Linked DNA regions of Sus scrofa: all the other regions are linked to region 3. The links are chromatin contacts, called in public Hi-C maps. All regions are on one chromosome and are shown on one strand. The core of a region is the stretch at or near the end of the contact, and the rest is flanking DNA. Distances in the headings are between cores, read along the strand shown.

What was found. Hi-C and Micro-C count contacts between places; a contact is called where the count stands out from the background.
Region 1: a Hi-C map of liver shows a contact between it and region 3, with 2.4 times the contacts expected there. The contact joins two enhancer-like sites. A contact is called at or near these places in 4 of 47 Hi-C or Micro-C datasets (liver and skeletal muscle).
Region 2: a Hi-C map of retroperitoneal adipose tissue shows a contact between it and region 3, with 1.8 times the contacts expected there. The contact joins two enhancer-like sites. A contact is called at or near these places in 3 of 47 Hi-C or Micro-C datasets (fibroblasts, retroperitoneal adipose tissue and skeletal muscle).

What each region holds. Positions count from the first base shown.
Region 1 is chr10:65,761,695-65,764,394 of Sscrofa11.1, reverse strand. No RefSeq gene overlaps it. Among named protein-coding and RNA genes, the nearest start is that of AKR1E2, 70 kb to the right of the region's middle. Within about 2 kb of position 1,269, at least 24 of the 83 cell types and tissues checked have an H3K27ac peak or open chromatin away from gene starts, as enhancers often do. A contact at or near this core is called in liver, where this site is marked.
Region 2 is chr10:66,973,120-66,976,064 of Sscrofa11.1, reverse strand. The region is part of intron 3 of LOC102159132 (a long non-coding RNA gene); the gene reads right to left. Among named protein-coding and RNA genes, the nearest start is that of PITRM1, 22 kb to the left of the region's middle. Within about 2 kb of position 1,349, at least 2 of the 83 cell types and tissues checked have an H3K27ac peak or open chromatin away from gene starts, as enhancers often do. A contact at or near this core is called in retroperitoneal adipose tissue, where this site is marked.
Region 3 is chr10:66,405,127-66,408,044 of Sscrofa11.1, reverse strand. No RefSeq gene overlaps it. Among named protein-coding and RNA genes, the nearest start is that of KLF6, 82 kb to the left of the region's middle. Within about 2 kb of position 1,609, at least 28 of the 83 cell types and tissues checked have an H3K27ac peak or open chromatin away from gene starts, as enhancers often do. A contact at or near this core is called in liver and retroperitoneal adipose tissue, where this site is marked.

The sequences.
Region 1 (2,700 bases), core at 20-2,519, 640 kb after region 3:
TGCACTTGCCTCTAACCCCGTTATCTTTCCTCCTTAAATGCCCTCCTGTTCCTCTCCCTTCTTCTCCATCTGTTTGTTTGTTCTTCGTACCTTTGTCTAGTGCACCTGCACGGTCTGGAGTGTGGGGCATGAGGTGAGCCCTTCCCCTGGATCTGTAATGCAATATCATCATGTATCAAATTCTTATCAATGGTTTGAGTTCTCCACCTAATGTTATAATGTCTAATGTTCTCTTACCAGATATACAGGCATGAATTACTGTAATTATGAGAGGTTAAGCGTGCTTTAACATTTACTGGTAAAAGTCACATCACTCTTTTTTAAAATATTCTTAAACATTGAAGATTTTCATGTGCCCATCCATGTTTTTACATATCTTCTGTTAGGTCGTTTAAGGTAGAGTTTTTTGCATTTCTTGGGTAAGCCTTTTGAAATATAGCCACATGTTTAGAAAGGGCACACATATGGTAGTAAACTGATTTTATATCATGTGAGGGTTTTTTCAGGTTTATGTAAAGGCTTGTTTTTGAATACTGGCCCACAAATATTTTCTCTGGTTCATTCCATCTTCTTGGTGCCTGTTTTTAAAACATCTTTATAGGATCAAAAACATTTCTCCAAATATGTATTTTCTTTGACACATGAAAAAATTCTTCTTTTTGTACCATACATCCTATATTTTGTTTTATCATTTTCTTCTCAAGTCCATTCATCCATTGGTGCTTGAATCTTCCTCTTATTAAATAAAATACACATGGGAAATCACATTATGAACTCTATTGACCAAGAACAGTGTTTTGTTTCGTTGTTGTTGTTTTTTTTAATAGAAGTCAGTTCTAATTCAGGCTTATAGAGAATTCAGATCAAAGCGTCTCTTTTTGAAGTAATGTGAGAGAATTAACCAATAAGAATACAATGGTCTTGGGGGTTTACGTGATAAGTTTTTGAGTCTCAGATTGAAATTAACAATGAGTGTATCTAGAATATTTTGAAAAAGAGACCAAAGCCTGAAATGATATTTTATCCAAATAGGTAACAACATTCAGACCCTGGAAAGAGAAATAAAAACGCCCACATTGCTGAGCATTGTCTGTAAATCACGTGACAGTTACTGCCCTTAGCCTCCACAAAGACCTGTGTTTAAAAGAGAATGGCTCTGCCTGGTCGTCTTTGCCCTAGAATAATTTCTAGCATAAGTTTAAAGTGCAGAGTCTAACCTCAGTGATAGGTCATTATTTCTCTCTGCTCCCTGGGTTTGTGTGTTTTTTCACTGTTTGCTTTGACTACATAGTTTCCGTGATGACTCATTCTGATATCAGATCAAACTGTGGCCCTTTAGACCTATTTCGCTGTAAAAGTGACTCACAAAAGTAAACAAGCCATGTGAACAGCACATGTAATATTTCCAAATATATAACTACCTGGACTTGAGAGAATAAAAAGCCCCCCCATACACTGTATTATCAAAAGATCTTGCTTCAATGTAGCATTTTTTTGTAACTTCCATATCCTAAAATAGTCTCAGCATTCTGTGGATGAGGAAAGTAAAAAAGTTCATTTATTTTCCAACTGCATTATCTGCCAAGTTCAAACACCCAAGTCCACGTTATCCAAAGCTGACTTTGAGAGACGTTAAATTTAGCCACTATTCTGAGTGCGGCTGATTGCAAGAGCAATATTTTACACTTTATAAGTAACAATCGGAAGCATTAATTTTTATTAGGTATTGATTTTTCACTAAATTATGTTACTTTTTAAATAATTTTCCAAAGTTTTACATTTTCATGTGTGGAAAATCTTCTCTGGATTTTCAATTTAATTTTACCATTTCAAATTCATATTAGTTGTATATACTATGTGAAATATATACATTTTATTTTTCTTAATATATTAAGAAATTAAACTCCTCAATCATTGGAGAAAGATTTAAAGATAAAAAAAACTATAAGGTAGTAATTTAGATAAATGCCTAACATGGCTGTCACTGAATTTAACCATGTATTTCAATCCAACCTAAAAGCTGTTGAGTTCAAACACAGGCAATGGATATAAAGGTAAGAAATAATTGCTAAATGTATAAGGATCCCCCTTTATGAAAAACTCCTGGTGTTTCTTAATCGTCTAAAGTTAACATATTTCGTTGACTTTAAAATATATTTCTATTTTTTATTTAAGAGCACCCGTAGTGTTAGCAATTTGAAAATAGAGGTTTCAGCTCAAAATATTACTTTTATACTTAGGGTAGATATCCAGATACATTTCTTTTTTCTGAGCTATTTAACAAAAATATAAACATCATTTAAATTTTCAAAGAGCATGTCCCAGTGAGTTTCACTCCTGAGAAGGTGTGTGTTTGCATAAACTCGGTAGGTTGTGAGGACAGGTATGTCTCACCCTTGAGACTGGACGCATTAGGTCATAGAAATTTGGAAAAAAAAAATTCAGTAAGTCTTTTTTTTTTTTCTGTATCCAAAGACTTTATTAATTTTATTTATTTTTTTATAATGATTTTATTTTTTCCACATAGCTGGTTTATAGTGGTCTGTCAATTTTCTACTGTACAGCAAGGTGACCCAGTCGCACATACATGTATATATTCTTTTTTTCTCACATTATCATGCTCCATCATGAGTGATTAGATGTAGTTCCCAGTTCTATACAGCAGGATCTCATTGCTTATCCATTCCAAACAGTAAGTCT
Region 2 (2,945 bases), core at 100-2,599, 570 kb before region 3:
TCCGCCCAATTTTCTCTCTGCTGATGAACGCCTCCCCGCAGCCTTCCGCTCACACGAAAGAACATTAAGAAACCAAACGGAGCAACGTATAAGATAATAGCCTAGGAAGATGAGTTTTGGTAAAAACAAATATATCATTCACGGACGCTACAGGCTTCAACACTTTTCCTAAAAGCACACGAAGCCCTCAGCTCTGTCAGGATCCAACCGACAGGTAAGCATTGGGCTAGAATATTACGAGCGGTTTCTTTCTTAGCCATTAAAGTGTGGGAACCCTTCACTTCCCCAGCCAGCCAGCCGTTCTGCTTGCCCCCAGGGTCTTTTTGTCTCCCCACCTGAGAGTATTTCGAGGCATAAAAGAAGACCTAAAACTCTGTGGTCATGAGGAGGTGTGGCAGCAGAAAAGGGAACACACAGGCGGCGGCATCTGCAAGCCCCGTGTCATCAGATGGGACCAGACAGTGGGTGGAAATCCAGCAGGCACTGCCGCAGGGTGCCAACCCCACCTGATGCACAGGAGATGCTGCGTAGTAATATAATAAAGAACACACGGGCTCAGCAGCCACGGTCACACCTCAGCACGCCACACTGGATCCACACTGCTCACGGCTGCCGACAGTGGGGAGGTCCCGACACCTCCTGGGTAAACTGGGAACTGGGTAAATTAGGGGTAGAACCAGGCAACAGTTTACTGTAACCTGTTAGTCCAACAAAACTCCTCAGCAAAACGTTCCTCCTGGTTGTGTGGAATTTATTTGCTCGCCTTGTTTCAACCTGTTAATCTCAAGAATGATTCAAGCTTCAATGGACTCTGACCTAAAATTAGCTGCAATTTTTTTTTGCACCTGTCTCTAGCCACATTTTTCTTAGAAGAGATCAAATAGCTTTAGTCACATTCTCTATTATAAAAAACAAAAACAAAACACCCAGGAGTTCCTGTCGTGGCATAGCAGAAAACAAATCTGACTAGGAACCATGAGGTTGCAGGTTTGATCCCTGGCCTCACTCAGTGGGTTAAGGATCCAGCATTGCCATGAGCTGTGGTTGTAGGTCACAGACACGGCTCGGATCCCGCGTTGCTGTGGCTGGGGTGTAGGCTGGCAGCTGTAGCTCCAATTTGACCCCTAGCCGAGGAACCTCCATATACTGCTGGTGCAGCTCTAAAAAAAAAAAAGGCAAAAGACAAAAAAACCCACAAAAAAACAAAAAACAGTGCCCTAAGGACCTACCAGCGTGTAGACAATAGCCAGGAAATTCAAGTGTGAATTGCACAGGGTAAGAGGAAGAAGGCTGTTTCTGATAAAGAAGACGGCAATGCAGGCCAGGCGCGCGGCCACGGCGGGACCAGGAGAAAGAGCTGCGCTGGCGGCCGCCCCCCCAGGACGGCCACGAGGGCCGGGTCAGGGCCACCACTGGCCTGGAGACCTCACTGCCGTCTGCAGAGGGCGTGGGGAGCTCTTCCAAGGAGCCAGGGCCCTTCCACGGCTGGAGAGGGTGGACACCTTCTCCCCTTCGGGGGAGCCCACACAGGAGGCCCCCCGTCCTCCCTAGGACGGACCAGGACGGCTCCTTACACGTCGGCCATCGTCACGTCTCTGGGAAATGTTAGGAAAAAACGGAAGCGGGAATGTTAGAACTCCTTTGAAAGAAAAGCCAAAGACTTTTTTTTTCTCTTTAGGGCTGCACCCACGGCATATGGAGGTTCTCAGGCTGGGGTTGAATTGGAGCTGCAGCCACTGGCCTACACCACAGCTCACGGCAATGCTGGATCCTTCACCCACTGAGCGAGGCCAGGGGTCGAACCCAAGTCCTCATGGATACTAGTCAGGTTCCTAACCCACTGAGCCACAGTGGGAACTCTGAAAAGCCAAAGATTAGTGAGGACACTGAGAACTTGCTGAAGAAGAAAGAGACCCTCGGCCAGGAGTCCTGGATGCATCCAGATCAACCAGGACCCCACGTCTGCTGCGGGAGCCGGGCCTGAGGCAGACGCTGTCTGTAAACCTCCTGGGTCATATGGGGTCACGCAGGTCGCACACGGTCTTACCGTGATGGCAGGGGACCCAGCTGTCGCTGGCCTGCTTTGCTTTCCTCTGCGCCGCGGAGGGAGCAGAGGGACGTCGTGGCGACAGACGCACGGGGGCGCAGGCCAGCGTCGCAGGAACACCTGTCCCCTCTCCTTCCACCGCAGCCCCACGCCCCGCCCGCTCAGGGCGGCCCGCGGAGCATCCTTCATGACCTCGCGCAGCAGAGGACACTCGAACCACGGCCCGTGCTTCATCTGGGATCAAGCTCGCACCCTTTCTCTGGGCGTAGAGAGGCTTCATCCGCCCGCCTCTCGCGTCTCAGTCCCTCCGCCCCGGATTCACGCTCCACTGCAGCCCAGCTCGCGCCCAAGGGCCTCCCCGCGCAGTCCTTCCAGACAAGCGGGTGGCGGGGGCCTCTGGGGGGCGGTCCGCTGCTCGCTGCTCTGGGGCCTGGCTGCGCGGTCTGCGCTGCCCTCCTACGCCTGGTCCTGCATGGGCCACTCCTGTGTCCTGATGCCGCGATGCTGTGACCCTCACGCGGCTGACCTCGTCAAACCTGGTTACGCTCGACGCACCGTCGCACTCCGGGCTCTTCCAAAAGGCGTAGCCCCTGCGTTATCCCGAGACAGAAAGCACGTCCCCGGCTTGGGGTCGGGGCAGGTACGGCTTCCCCTGCGGCAGACTTTGCCCAAACCTCGATCTTCCCATGCGCGCTTTCAACAGCCCTGGACGCCCCCGAGCGGACACCAGCGGCCCCGAGCGGACACCAGCGGCCCCGCGCGGGCGCTGGCCCGAGTGCAGCGTCGTCAGTGTCCCACAGGCCCCGGCTGGCTCTCGTCGCCTCCGTGTTCTCTGCCCCACTTAACAGGGCCCCAGTCCCACATCGAGGTTGGGTCTCTGTGTCCGACAAAACCGTTC
Region 3 (2,918 bases), core at 360-2,859:
AGAGTTAATGAGTCAAAAGAAAAGTCGCAAGGAAACCCCAGCCCCTGGTGGTTGGTCTTCACCGCTCACAACGTGTCACATGTGGCCTTAGGCTTTCACGGGAAGTACCTAGAGTCCCCTCGACCGAGAAGCACGATGTTGAGAGTTTCGCGTGGAGGACCAAAAAGCCTTAAAGAGAAGGACTTCGGACCGTCTGGCTCAACGACAAGTGAACACGGTCGGATTTACCAGGTTATCTTGAGTAAAGGCTCTTTGCAGTCGAGTTACCTGAATTAGACAAGTCTTTTCGCTTTTTAAGCTTTAGTAAACACTTCCTCCCACACAGACTCAGAGCCACACTGGCCTCTGATTCTCTGAAAGGGAAACGCCCTGCTCTGAGGTTGGGTCCTGCTGCCCTGATCAGCTTTACGTCTCACTTGCTGGAAGGTCTCTGCGTGGGGCCAGCCGGGCCGATGATGGGGAGTCGGGATAACTCGCCCCCACAGGGGTGGAACGCAGCTCAGAGTCCATCCTTACTCCCGGACTCTTGCCATCTTCACCTCCTGCGTCCACCCTGTACCCACACGGCTGGAAAACAAGGTCTACACGGCTTGTCACTTGCTTTCTGCCCCTTCCCTAGAGCCCACCTGCCCACCCTGCCTGTGTCAGGGCAAGCACCCGCTAGCGTCACGTGTCCCCACAGGACAAATCCTTCTGGGTGCCCCGTTTGGGCCGGTCACCCTCCTCAGCAAGAGCAGAGACTGACATTAGGCTTCCTTTCTGGCATTAAGTTTTCTTTGTAAGCTGGAAGTGCGAGCACTGCTTTACTGGTGCCCAGAGAGAAGGGCGAGTCGGAGAACCTGGTGCTTCTGGGTTTACCTGGGAGCCCACCCCCGCCCAGGGAGTCCATCCTAGAGGTGGAGGCTCCACTGTTTTCAGTCTTTTAAACATCAACTCTTTTTTTTTTTTTTTTTTTTTAAATTGTCTTGGTGTGTACTTAACCACTTAACCTATAGAGGGGTGTTAGTTTCAGGTGTGCAGCGAAGTACATCAGGTTTCCATATACAAATATTCACCCTTTTCAGATTCTTTTCCCGTTGGGTTATCGCACGGCTCTGAGGAGGCTGCTCTACAGCCCGTCCCTGTCACTCATCTATTTACACACAGTAACGTGTGTCTGTCGTCCCAACCTCCTAACGGATCCCTCGCTGACACTTCCCCTTCGGGAACCTTAAGTTTGTTTTTGAAATCTTTGAGTCTCAAATATCAAGTCTCAGGAAATGTCTTCTGAGGCTTTTTTTTTTTTTTCCTGAAATGCTTGCTGATTTTTCTCTCTTTCATATCTCCCCATAACTCAGTACTGGTATTTTTCGAAATTGATAGTTTCTCTCCCTTTGAAGAAATTTCAATGAGCTGAGATTCCTTTTTCTTATTGATCAGGAAGATGCTGCCTCAAGCTGCTTTCCTCTGGAGACGGAGGGGTCACTTTTGTGACGGTTTTGAAAGCAGGAAAATTCCGGAGACCTGGCAAAAAGATCCGACCTCAAGGTCTGCCCGCTTAGAGGGCGTTCTTTAGCGATGAGGTAATGTTTGGTGAGCTTCTAGGTGGGACTGAACTTGGTGACCCGACCTCGCTTGCTGGGGGGTGTTTCACCAGAGTCCACGTCAGCCACGAGGACCCCTGACGACAAGGACGGAGATACTGGTCTGACCTGAAAGGAGGCGTTTTCTAACTGTCCCCAGGCCTTCTCTCCACACTCAAGCTGCAGAGGCTTTTCCCTCGCCCTCCCTCTGGCTTTTCCTATTACGAATCGAAGGCAGGAAGGGAAAGATGGCTCAGGTCCTTTCTTTCAAACCCCTACTTTCAGATTGGCAGCCAGCAGCAGAGATAAATGAGTCACTTATTACCGACGTCACAGGGAACTCCAGGCCACAGATACTGTGCAGGGTTTGAAACAGGAGACAGAGAGCATGTGATTAAAGCTGCTCGCTCCATTTAATGACAAGACCCACAACAGACAAGGAATCAGGAGGCACGACAGACGCTCCTCCTTGAGCCACAGAACGAGGGGATAAGGGGACTGGGCTTCAGGAGTTAATGGGCAATGATCCACGGGGTGGGGCGGGGGGGGGTCTCCCTCTGCTTGTCAGTACATTCCATGAAGCCTTACTGCACCCTGGGGGCAGAGCCACCCAGACCGTGAAACACCTTCTGTTGCAGGCTGAGTGGCCTCATTTCCAGACCCTTACCACACATGCTCAAAGCGGTTTGCTGGGTTGCCCACTTTATTTAAGCCATCATCTCACATTTCTAGACATTCCCGGAGACGCCTGTGAATTCAAGGTAGGCGAGGAACGTGGTAAATTAGAACAAGTCCACCTTTCCCTCGAAGGAGAATTTCCTGGCAAAATTGAGCCTTGGGGTCAGTTATAGTCAGGGCATTCCCAAGGCTGGATGACCTCCCAGCCTAAGTCTGCCCCCGGACACAAACCGGTCTCCCCAGACTCCCCTGCCCTGCTCCTTTTTGCTCCTGAGGCTGCTAATCATTTATTAGTCAAATATGCTTGGTAAGGAGTTCCTGCTGTGGCGCAGCAGATGAAGAATCTGACTGCAGCAGTGCAGGTCACTGCTGAGGTATGGGTTTGATCCTTGGCCCTGTGCAGTGAGTTTAAGGATCCAGCGTTTCTGCAGCTTTGGCTTAGGTTGTGGCTGTGGCTCAGATTCAATCCCTGGCCTTCCCTATGCTGTGGGCGTGGCTGAGAAAAAAATGCGTGAAGAATAACCATTGGCTATAGTCACCAAGGAGGTCAAATCACCATCCTTGACCTCAGGACCAGTCGTCGAGGACCTGATAAAGTTATCGGCTACTTCTACCCAGTCAGAGGGCTTGAGGGTGGGTGCCAGGGGGCTCCCTGCGGGCAAGGTCACAACCCACCAG